Linked DNA regions of Macaca mulatta: region 1 is linked to region 2. The links are chromatin contacts, called in public Hi-C maps. All regions are on one chromosome and are shown on one strand. The core of a region is the stretch at or near the end of the contact, and the rest is flanking DNA. Distances in the headings are between cores, read along the strand shown.

Region 1 (6,199 bases), core at 2,583-5,082, 370 kb before region 2:
ACTGGGTTGGCCTAAGCAGAAGCAAAGGCACTCATTGTGTCTCTTTAAACCAAGAGGCACGGTGAGTGCAGATGGCAATACATTTCAAGGTGATGAAATCTGTGCCTGGTCATCTCAATTGTGTCAATAGGAAGTGGTCGTCTGCTGAAAGGAAGGGTCTGGGGCTGGTGAGGAAGGGGCTTGAGAAGGTGAAATCAAAGAGAAACTATGGCAGAGGACCTGAGCCGGACCTGAAGCGAGGACCTGCTAGCGAGTGCTCCTGGGAAACTGTTCTTTCGTTTACCCAACTTCAAAGTAAGAATTCAGGACTCCTGTTTGCAGGTGGTTTAGCACCACTTACTTGATCCGGGTAAGGGGACTGGTTCCCAAGCTCTTTCTTCACAACACTTAGGTGGCAGATGGGTCCCAGCTGGGGGACAGGGGAGGATCCAAAAAGCCCCATGAGATTAGCTATGGCTTCCCACGGCTGGCAGGATTTTCACACCTGACACCTGAACTTTGGGGCCCCAGTACCAGAGTTTGAGATTCGTCTGTGCTACTTCCTGTGTTAGGTAATAACCTCTATATATTTCCTTACCATAGGTCCTTTAAAGAAACTACATCCTCTAGCCATGCCTTTTGGCTTCTCTCCCTCAATCTCTACTTGGTTGAGATAAACAGGAGCGAAAATCTCCAAAGTGTAAACGAGAGGACATGTCGTGCTGCATCTGGTGCCGTTTTCTCCCAGCACTGCCTCCCCATCCTTTCCAGACACACCAGGATACACTGATAGGGGACTACTATGCCTTAACAGGCACTAGGATTTTAGATGCCTTGTTTGAAGGAGTGGTTCTCAACCAGAAGCCATTCCCCACACCCTCACCCTAGGGACATTTGTCAATGGCTGGAAACATTTTTGGTTGTCATAAATGGGGGCAGGGAGAGACATCCAGTGGGCAGAGGCCAAGAATGCTTCTAAATATCCTACAATGCACAGAATAGCCCCCACAATGAATTATGCAGCCCAAAATGCCAATAGTGCCGAAAGTGAGAGATCATGTTTAGAGTTCCTCATCTGACAGGATTCTTTAAAGTTTTGCCATAATCCATTTAAAATTTGAAGCGTATGCCTGAGAAAAATTAAAGAAAATACCGAGGAATTGCCATTTGTAAATATCCACCAGATGGCGCTAAACGACAAGTGAAAATCAAACCTCCTCTAGCCTCCATTTCAAAATTCGCTTTCTCTCCCTGGTCAACCCCCTGGAGTAACAATCCCCATTCTTTTCAAATAGGATTGTTCCTTAGGTGCTTAGTGTTCCCCACCACCAGTATTTTTATGCAAGTGAGTTAAAGTGAGTAATGACTAAAACTCAGACTTAAAGATGAAAAGAACAGGACTACCTCCTCAATCAGCTACAAAATTTCCATTCCCTGTAGCAACAAGGGTATGGGAGAATCAGCTAGTTTCTTTTCTTCTTTAGTCAACTTTTAGCTGGGCACTTGGCCATCTGAAAAAGACAATTCCAAGCTCCTTTACCCTTAGGAGGGCTAAGTAATGAAGTTCAGGCCATTAGTAGGAAGTGATCAGAAGTGCTGTGGGCCACCTCTGGGTAGTACTCTTAAAGCAGTGGTTCTCAACTGGGGGTGACTTTGCCCCCCCACGCCAGCCCAGGAGACATCTGGCAATGTCTGAGAACATTTTTGCCTGTCACAACTGGGAGACAGTAGTGGCATCTTGTGAGTAGAGACCAGAAATGCTACTAAAACTCCTACAATGCACAGGACAACCCCCAAAACACAGAATTATCCAAATGTGAATAGTGCCAAGGTGGAGAAATCCTTAGAGGTAAAGGGCTTTCCCTTTCCCACTGGCTGAAAGGTGCAGTGGTGCACCATCTTGGACCATGTGGGCCAAGGCAAGAAACCAGGGAGGGTGGAGCTATGAGACAGGTAGAGCTGCCATACTCTGGACTCCTTACACCCAGACTGCCATTAGATAGAAATACACTTCTCAACAGTTTGAGCCACTCCTCTTCTGGGTCTCTGTGACAGCAGCCAACTAATATTCTATCTAATGCCATAGTATACCACATATATTGTATTTTTTCATTCATAGAACCAGGAATTGCTCTACCTGAACTATATCCACTCTAGGCCTGCATCCTTCTGCCTTTCCCAGGAACCCCCTGAGCTCTTTCTCCCTATCTTACCCCTCTCCATCTTTCTTTCCTTCCTCTCTAGATGCTGGCTTCTTCCTTCAGGTAGAGATTCCACCAGGCCCCAACTGACTTATCTCTCTCAATCCAAACCTGACTTTTCCCACAAGACATCACCCTCCTACCATCTCCTGCTTCTATCCATAGGTATCTCATTTCCTCCCATATCCATTTTCTGAGGAGGAGGAATCATCTTTTCTAAAATAATCCCCCTCTATATACATATACTTTCTGGTCCTTACCCTGCTATACTGTCTTCATATAACTCACCACAACATACAATTCTATTTATCTGCTGATTGTCTATGTTCTACACAAAAGATTTAATTTTATGAGCCCCAAAACTGTATTGTTTACTACTGTGTATCTGGTAAATAGAATACCACGGTACAATAGAAATACAAAGCATGCCACACATATAATTTTAAATGTTCTAGTAGCCACACTAATAAAGTAAAAATATAAAGATGAAATTTTAGTATTTAACCTCAATAGTCCTTCTCTAAGATGTTATCACTACAAAGAAAATGAGATATTTTACATTCTTTTTCTCATTCTTCTTCAAAATCTGTAGTGTAATTTATCTCAGTTCAGACTACTACAATTCAGGTTCTCACAGCCACATGTAAGGGTTACAACGGACAGTGCTAACACAGAATACTTGGCACATAATAGGCATCCAGTAAATATTTGTTCAAGTTTATATTCTTCTATACCATTTAATTCTTTTATACCATAGGAATAACATAGTAATGTCACGTCATTAATATCACCCAATTGACTTAGCCATTCTCTTGTTGGGCATTTAAGTCATTTCCAATTTTCACTTTTTAAAATAATTCTGTAATAAACACCTGGTTCGTACCTGTTTTTCCTTGGAATAAATTCCCAGAAACTATTAAATATGATTAATTGCCCCAGAAATGATATGTCACGTAAGACTTCTAATTGTTTATGCTTGGTTCTTATTAATGATTCTTGTGTTGTTAACAGGGCAGGTATTGCTGTGGTTATAATTACAAACATATTAGTAAGTACTAATGTTTTGTCTGCTGCAATGCATCAGGCACTGCGCATTAGGTTATGCATATCTTATTGACGAGAAACACGAGGCTTGGGGAGGTTTTACCTAGCACTGGAATCGCACTCAAACTGAGATCTGGGTTAATCTATTTTCAAAGCCTGGGCGTTTTCCCCTGGGACAAATTAAAGAAAGAAACTAAAACTCTGTTTTAGTTAAGAAAGAAAACAGAAAGGAAGAAAGAGAAGGCTAAGTAAAGACAAGGGAAGGAAAACGAAGAAAGCTGAGGAAAGGACAAAAAGTTAAAGGCTTGAGACCCAGGCCATGCAGAAGCAACACACCCGCCGGTGGGACAGCACCGTCCGACCCCCGGCGCGGGTGCCCGCGGCGGTCCCAGCGCCCTGCCGGGTGCAGCACCCTCCCCTCCAGCCCCGCTACCCGCCGCCATCCCACGCCTGCCGCCCAGGCGATCCACTCGGAGTAGCCGATCAGCAGGCAGCTTCCGGCCTCCAGCAGGCAGCTTCCGGCCTCCAGCACAGCACCGCCTGCGGTGCGAACGTGGCGTCCGCGACGCAGGGGGGACTTCCGGCGCGCCGCGCCACGTGTTCCGCACCGGAAGCGCGCTTCCAGTCGCCCCGGCAACAGCCGCCCCCCTCGTGTCCCCATTCCCCCTCTGTGTCTCCAAGGAAAACCAGGCCCCTGCTCGGCCAACGCCCAGGATCCGCAAGCTGCGCGCCCACGAGGTGACTTCGGGGACGGCTGGGTTTCCTTTGGGAAGTGAGGGAGGAGCTTAGAGGCCCCGGGCCCTGGCTTCTTATGCGCAGAGAGCCGAGGTCTTGGACGTCACATTGCTATCATAATTATGTTAACCCCGCGACAAAAGGTGGGGCCAGAGGCCCATGAGATTCCTAAATCATTGCAGGTTAATTGTGAGAGGGGACCAGTCCCAGAGGCTCTCAGCTCTACAGTGCTTCCGAATCACTGGACGACTCTTTAACAATTCTGATCCCCGGGCCCCCATCCCAGACAAATCCGAGTCTCTAATAGTGGGGCCCTGGCCTCGGTGGTTTTTAAAGCTGCCCAGGTGATTCTGGCGTGCCGAGAACCACTGTGTTAAGGTCTGTAGGTGAATTTGGATTTTGCCCATCCAGCCCAGTATCTGAATCTAATTGCCCTGGACAGCCACATACTTGGAGTATGTCTAGGATATTGGCCTGTCTGCTCAAAAATTCGAGATTTCTTTCTTTTCTGTTGCACTTTAACCTCTGCAGGAGGTCAGAGCTTTTGGTGGGAGTTATCTTGAGACATCTGGCGCCTACAGTTTATGGGCTTTGTGTCTGTGCCCACTTATCAGTAATGAGCTGTAGTTGAACCAGTGGCCAATGAAGTGCATTTTATCTCTGAAATCTTGATGTTCCCTTAGTACAGATTAGATGGTTCTGAACAATTTTGTTTTTTTCAGGAATGATGTTTTTAAACTCGTTTGACAGTCTAGGCTGTGCATTCAGCTGTTTTTCATCTCAAATCAGAACAACATTACTTGAAAAATCTAGACTAAAGATTGGTAATGCAACACTTCTGGGATTATGTATGCTCACAGCTCCCATGAATTGTAGGATGAAAGCTACCTTTTAAAAATACTATTTTTGCTAGCATAATTTATCAGAATAACAGTCTCTGGAATTTCAGTGTGAACAGAAACCATATATTTTTAAAGACTGCTGGTTAGTAACTTTGAATAAGCATAACTGAAATCAAGTTCACAGGTATATAAATCCCCTCTGTGTTCATTGCTGTACTGGGGAAGTATACAAACTAAAGTTCCAGAGAGAAATGTTCATTCTGAAACTGTTATATAGATGGTGATTAATCATTTTGGGGTTTTTTTAAAGGAGAGGATGAGATGAGAATGATGGGGGAAAGTTTTGAACAATTAAGGCTAGAGTGTAAATTGGAGAGTTTGCAAAGTAGGTACAGAACTTTTTTTGAACAACTTCTCTACAAGAGGAAATTCAGCCACGGAACAGCTGGACAAGTGAAAAAAGAATGTAGCTGATCAAATATCAGATGAATTGAAAAGATCCTTGAAAACATAATGTACTTAAATATTTGCTTCCTGAAAAGATTTGGTGCTTTATAGTCAGTTTTTGAGTTACTAGGTCCTCAGTGATTTTGGGGAATAGATGTAGCAGGAGAGAACATTATCAAGAAACAACAGACAAGCTCAACAACAATTTCAACAGCATCTAAGAGCGTGAAATATTAGCTCTTATTTTTGTGCTCGAAGGAAAATAGGAAACTTAAAAGTAGATTGTAGAATCCATGCCTACAGGTAATTGAGTAAGTGCCCAAGTGAATGAGGCATAGTAAGTGCCTGTAAATTCAGAAAAGAGAGATTAACATGGAATTACCATGAATATGTTTATAGAAAAAAGTAAATTTGAAATAAGACTCCTGAAATGTACTAGCGATCTTAACTACTTTAAACTACCCATGGTTTTTGCTGTTGTGCTCTTAATTTGTAGTAACTGCCTATTTAACCCTATTCCCTTATGGTCACATTAGGTTTTGCTTATGAAGGACATGCTTGCTGTGAAACAAACTTATCTGTTTCTTCTTTTGAACTGTGTTATCATTATGTCATTCTCAGTCACCCCATTGCTTGTTGTGTTCCTGAGTCAGAGGGTAACTTTGTTCCTGGCCTCATATTTCACTTTTGATTCTGATATTAGTCACATGGAGATTCAGAGAACTTGCAAATAAATCCATTCACAAATTCATCACACTTGCTGACAAATTAAACAATGCCCTTCTGTGGGTGGAATGTCATTTGTATGAAAAAAAGAATTGTTAACTACGTCCTTTCAGTCTTACTCCTTCCCCTTGCTATGCCTTCTTTGTGACAGTACTTATTACAACATCCAGAAGAGGGTAAATTGGGGTTGGGGATTCAGGGAATAAAAATAAAATAAAACTCAGT
Region 2 (6,187 bases), core at 2,680-5,179:
GTCCAGCATGCTTTTCATCCTCCCAAACTGAAAACTCTGCACCCATTAAACAACTCCTCATTTTTCCCTCCCTCCAGTCTCTGGCAATCACCACTCGACTTTCTGTCTCTATGGATGAGACTACTCTAGGTACTTCATGTGAGTGGAATCACACAGTATTTCTCTTTTTGTGACTTGCTTATTTCACTTAGCATAATGTCCTCAAGGTTCATCTATGTTGTAGCGTGTGTCAGAACTTCCTTCCTTTTTAAGAATGAATAATATTCCATTGTCTATATATAACACATTTTGTTTACCCATTCAAATGTCGATGGATACTTGGGTTACCTCTAGCTTTTGGCTATTGTGAATAACACTGCTGTGAGCACTGGTATACCAATCTCTCTTTGAGACCCTGCTTTCAATTCTTCTGAGTATATACTAAAAAATGGAATTGCTGGATTATATGGTAATTCTAGTTTTAATTTTTTGAGGACCCACTATATTGTTTTCCATTCCCTTCCACATTTTTAATAGCATTTAAATCCAGTCAAACTTTCTAGTCCTCTGTGGGACCATCATGTGGATATAAAGGATTTATTGCCCTAGGAGGGTATAACGTGGAAGCCATTGAGATATAAAATTCTGACAATTGCTATAAAAAGACAAAGTAAGGCATATGTCCAGCTTAGTTCTACATAGTTCATTCAATAAATATATATTAGGGATAGAGTATGTGCTAGATGCTGAGCCTAAACAGTCTCTGCCTTGAAGGAGCTGATAGCCTAGTGGAAGTAATACTGACAAGAAACTGGCCAGTTACAACACATGTGGTATTTCAACGTGGACAGACACTGGCTGCTAGAGAAAACACACACAGGGTGGTACCAAACCCTATCTGGGCTCTCCATCATCTGGACAGCTACAATTTGCTTCTTCACTGCCTTCACTCTACTTCTACACTCTACTCACAAAGTGAGTCTGGCACTTTGTTAGAGGGATCATCCTCTAGTACAGATCTCAGCAAGATATTCCCTCATTTTCCTGCTTAAAGCCCTTCAGAGGTTTCCCCTTGCTTTCATGATGGAGCCAAAGCTTCTTGGCCAGTGGCAAAAAGAGCCGTAGCAGGCCTCCCTCTTGACTACTCTCAACCACTGATGGGCACAGCTCTGTGCCTTTGCTCAAGCAGCATCCTGAGCCTGGCTGATCTCCCACCATTAGTGGTTCTTAACCCTGATTGCACATTAGAATCATCTGGGGGAAATTAAACAACAAAAAACAAAAACAAACAATGGCAGGGCCTCACTCCAGATAGGATGAATTAGGATCTCTGAGGGTAGGGCCTGCACACTGGCTCAGCTCTCCAGGGTGACTCTGATTTAAACCACACACAGGCATACAACCCTCCTCCACACCCCAGCAGGACCTCCCAGTTAGGCTGCCATCAGCCCCAAAGACAGCTCTGGTTCTGCTCCTGGACTGAATGCAGACAACTCTGACTTTGGCTTTTTCTAGATGAGTCTCATTCAGTCAGAAAAGATTTGAAACACCTACTGTGAACAATGCAGCTGACAACCTTCTCCACAAATTACACATGACAACTGTAATATTTTAAATGTCATAATGTACACAATCCCTGATACTCACCCCCTCACTTACCTCTTCACAGTGGAAGGCAACATATATTTATTGAGCAACTCTCTGGGACATACACTCTCCTGTCATCTCAATCCTCACAATATTCCTGAAATACAGATAATGGCTTATTTTCATCTTACAGGTGAGGAAACCTGCTAAAAACAGTAAATAATTTGCATGTTTTTTTTTCAGGGTGTTCATCACATTTAAAAAACGTTTTTACTGCCTTCCCCACAAGACCATAAGAGAAGATCCACATGTTTTATTCACCTATACACACCTAGCAAACACCCAGCCAGTGCTTACTATTACTTAACACATTTTTGTTGTTGTTAAATGAGTGATGAGCATACAGGATGCTCTCTCTCTTCTCTGCTTGTGAGCTTCATTTCTTTTCACTACACACCAGCTTGCTTGTACTCATTGCACCTAAGCCCAGTGCTCCTCGGCTTCTTCCGCAGGAGACCAAGTCCATCTCGATTCTAGTTCAAAAAAATAATTCAAAAAATTCTAGTTCAAATATATCTTGTTAAAAAAACAAAACAAAACAACCACCACCACCAGAACCATGGTGCCCACTGTGGGCTAATCAAAAGGGGTTGGGGGGTCAAAACATTTGCATAAAGAAGGTCAAGCAGGTCCAGTTCCTAGAAATGAGGGGTGCTGAGCAAGTTGGATAAGTTTCCTGACCATTCTGTGCCTCAATTTCCTCATCTACAAAATGGGAGAAATCCAACATCCTAGGATTAATGAGAATTAAATGAAAGTCTTGATAAAGTGCTTTGAACTATGGCTGTCACACAGTAAGTGTGAATAACAGGATGTGAGTCTACAATTAAAAGGCTTAAAAATATCTACCAAACCAGGCATTGTTCTAGAGCAGGGGGTCAGCACACTTTTTCTGTTAAAGATCAGAAGGTACATATTTTAGGCTTTGTAGGCCATACAATCTCTATGGACTACTCAACTCTGTTGCTCTTGTAGCAGCAACAGCAGATACAGAAAATAACATAAATGGATAGGCATGATCTTGTTCTGGTAACACTTGTTTACAAAAACAGGCAGGCTAGATTTGGCTGCAGGTCATAGTTTGTTGACCCTTTTCTAGAGCAGGGCTGTGCAACATAAATATAACATGTAAACCACAAATATGATTTAAAATTTTCCAGTAGTCATGTTAAAAAATAAAAATTGAAATTATACATTTTATTTAACCCAGTATATCCAGAATAGTCATCTCAACACGTGATTAATATAAACAAATTGAGATAGTTTACATTCTTTTTCATGCTAATTTTCCAAACTTCACTGTCTTACACTTATAGCACATCTCAATTCGGACAAGCCACATTTCAAGTGCTCAAGCCTTATGTAACTAATGGCTATCATTATTGGACACCACGGTTCTAGAACTGATGCTAATATGGATAATGCTTAGATGCATACCTATACCAAAAAGTTTATACAGTGCCAGGAAAAGTAGGCACGAAATATGGTATTGGATCCATATAAAAACTTACAAAGATTAGCTAATATTATAGTAAGCAAGGTGCACACATCTGCACAAAAATGGCCTAAACCCTGAGAAGAACGAGAGGAAAGTTCTGGAAACAATGTTTCCAGAAGTTGGTAAAAAGTCAATAATAACCTAGATCTGTTCAGATCTTTAGATCTCTTTAAAGCCTAAAGAGAAAGTGTAACTTTCTAGCCCTAACCCACTTACAGCTCCCCAGCTTCACAGAGAGCCCCGCCCTCTATGGAGAGAAATGATGCCAAATGTTGGCAGTGGTGTAGCGGTTACTTAACTGCCACTCAGTACTGCGCTAGGGCCCTTTCCCTTAATGGTGACCCCTAGTAAAGGTGCAGCGAGAGGAAGAGACCAGCCCAACAGCCCGGTCTAACCCGGGTTCGAGTTCCGGTGGGTGGGGTCGAGCAACATGCAAAGCCTGCCGCTAATCATCTTGGGATGACGGCCCAGCACCCAGCACACAAGCAGCTGCAGTCCCGAGGGTTCAGCCCACTCTGGCGACCTCGGCAGTCGGAGAGGAAGGGGCGGGGGTGAGAGCACCTTTGGACCTACGCCGCCCAGGGCGCACCGGAAAGCCGCCGCGAGCCGGGGTGGGCTTCCGCTGGGAACAAGGGCTCGCCTTTCTGCGGGACACAGGCCCTGGCAAACCTGAAGCATGACTCACTGAAAAGCGCAGGCGCAGTTCCGGAGCTTTCAGCCGCCCAGCGTCCACGGAGAACTTCCGGTCACCGGGACAGGGACAACTTCAAGGCTTAGCCAATCCAAGCCCACAGGCTGGCGCACGTGGGCCTGGGACCCGGCGCATGCGCACTAGGGAAATGGCGCATGCGTAGAGCGAACGGCGGCGGCCGTGGGACTGGGCTCGCGCGGCTTCCTGGAGGAGGAGCTATGGCCCCGCCCCTGGCCCGATAGAAAGAAACTGCACTTTCGTTTTTTAGCAGCAAAGGTTGTTGACGTACTTTACAACTTACCTGTTCTGCTTCTACTCAGGACAGTCAAGACAGTGTTCAGCTAGATGTTCACATAACCGTAGACATAAATGTGAATCTATTTAACGCAGTAATTAATTCAAAAAGTGTTTTTAACATCCTAGCATGCAACAGTTGATATGAAAGTAGTAAATGTTAATTGAGTGGTCATGTGCATCCTGGACTTCTCATCTGTGCACATTCTCATTCTTTGCCTGCAAAGGGCCAGTAAAAGCACAGTGATGGTTGAACGAATGTGACAGCCTCCTATGCTGATGCCTTACTCCAAAGTAATTTGGGGAAAGGTTCAGGGAAGCAGATTATCCAATCCAATACTCTGGACTGGGTGCTGGCAGAAAGGAGGGCGATTGTATGATTAAGTATCATAATAAATCTTACCTAAAAGGAGGGGAGACAAGACCAGTGACTCATTAACTTACCTAAAAGGAGGGGAGACAAGACCAGTAACTCATTAACTGGGATAGGGGATGTTTGGTCATTTTTGTGGTTTGGACAATGTTTATGTTTTTTCAGCATTCCCACGTGATTACAAAGGAGTCTTGTTTTTGTCTTGATCCATCCGGTCAAAGAGTGGTCACGTCTGATGGTGTTCTGTGAAGTATTTATGTTCCACGGAGCACCAAGGCCCAGCTGTGACTGCCGGGTCAGCTCAGAGCTGTCAGGGGTTACTTTTATCTTGCTGTCTATTACAGGGCTAAAATGTTTGCCATTGTAAATTGTAATGCAATTTTCACTTAAGAATTATATAATACCTTGTTGAAGAAAAAATTATTTGGCTGGGCGTGGTGGCTCACGCCTGTAACCCCAGCACTTTGGGAGGCTGAGGCAGGCGGATCACAAGGTCAGGAGCTCAAGACCATCCTGGCTAACACGGTGAAACCCCGTCTCTACTAAAAATACAAAAAATTAGCCGGGCGTGGTGGCACGTGCCTGTAATCCCAGCTACTTGGGAGGCTGAGGCAGAGAATCGCTTGAACCCAGGAGGCGGAGGTTGCAGTGAGCTGAGATCGTGCCCTGCACTCCAGCCTAGCGACAGAGCAAGACTTTGTCTAAAAAAAAAAAAAAGAAAAGAAAAGAAAATTATTTAATGACACTTGTCACTTGTTAAAGCATGGTAAGGAAGACTTTATTCAGGACCATTGAGGTAGACATAGGGACCACTGCAACAGGGTCTTGCAGTGGGGAAGAGAGATTGGGCTCAACTTCAAATGTGGCATGGAAAAGTGAGAATTTATAGCCAAGGAGCAAGGAAGGGAGGTCAGTGAATGGACCTCCCTGACCTTTGCTGTAGAAATTTCTGGCCCAGTTCATCTGGAATGAATCTAGGGCTGCCAATGGATTCTAAAGAGGTTGCTGAAAAGTTGGTTCTTTTGGGCAATTTAAAAATGGAATACTTATAAAAGTACTCACATCTGTGATAATTTATCATGCATAGTTTTCAGGCCTTTGTTTTAAAATCATCTTTCAGCTGCTTCAATACTCTGGAATTCTCTTTGATAAATTTCCCTTAGTGCAGCGGAAACCTCTTTTCAATCCTTATTAAGTCTCTGAGTAGCAATATATTAACAGATATTCTGAGCTCATGCAGACAGCCCTTTCCTGCGAATTCCCAAGGAAGAGAGGCAAAATCCTTTATGGGCCTTCTCCAGAGGCTAATGTTACACATTGCTGAGGGAACAGTTACAGATGTTTTCCATGGAATGAGGTCAGAGAAACTGCCTCTTTCTGGGTTCTGAGGTGCCGGCCGGTGTTCATTTCCTGATAAAACACCAGGACCAGACACTGGGCTTAACTGGGGATGTTCTTATAAGTCACAGTATGGAAGGCATAGGATTAAAACAATGAACAGTTCCCTTGAAATCTCAGGAGTTACAGAATATTAGGAAATAGAACAAAAAGTCATACATTATAGAAACAGAAACCTTATGTTTAAGTTCTGCAACATATTTCTCAGACTTATGCAGGTGAAATGACAGAGAAGCAGCAAACATGGTATCTCCAGTGAACATCCCCAGAGGCTCCCAGAAGAGCTAGTTCCATGGGTCAGGCAGTG

The links. A called contact is a pair of places that touch in the nucleus more often than the background predicts.
Region 1: a Hi-C map of liver shows a contact between it and region 2, with 8 times the contacts expected there. The contact joins the promoter of GEMIN8 here to the promoter of TCEANC in region 2. A contact is called at or near these places in 6 of 14 Hi-C or Micro-C datasets (CD4 T cells, blood, cortical neurons and 3 more).

Annotation. Positions count from the first base shown.
Region 1 is chrX:13,664,273-13,670,471 of T2T-MMU8v2.0, reverse strand. GEMIN8 (gem nuclear organelle associated protein 8) reads left to right here and starts at 3,832. Exons shown (of 5, transcript NM_001257640.1): 1 at 3,832-3,962.
Region 2 is chrX:13,298,807-13,304,993 of T2T-MMU8v2.0, reverse strand. TCEANC (transcription elongation factor A N-terminal and central domain containing) reads right to left here and starts at 3,929. Exons shown (of 4, transcript XM_077988142.1): 1 at 3,810-3,929; 2 at 1,639-1,723. The coding sequence starts at 1,661.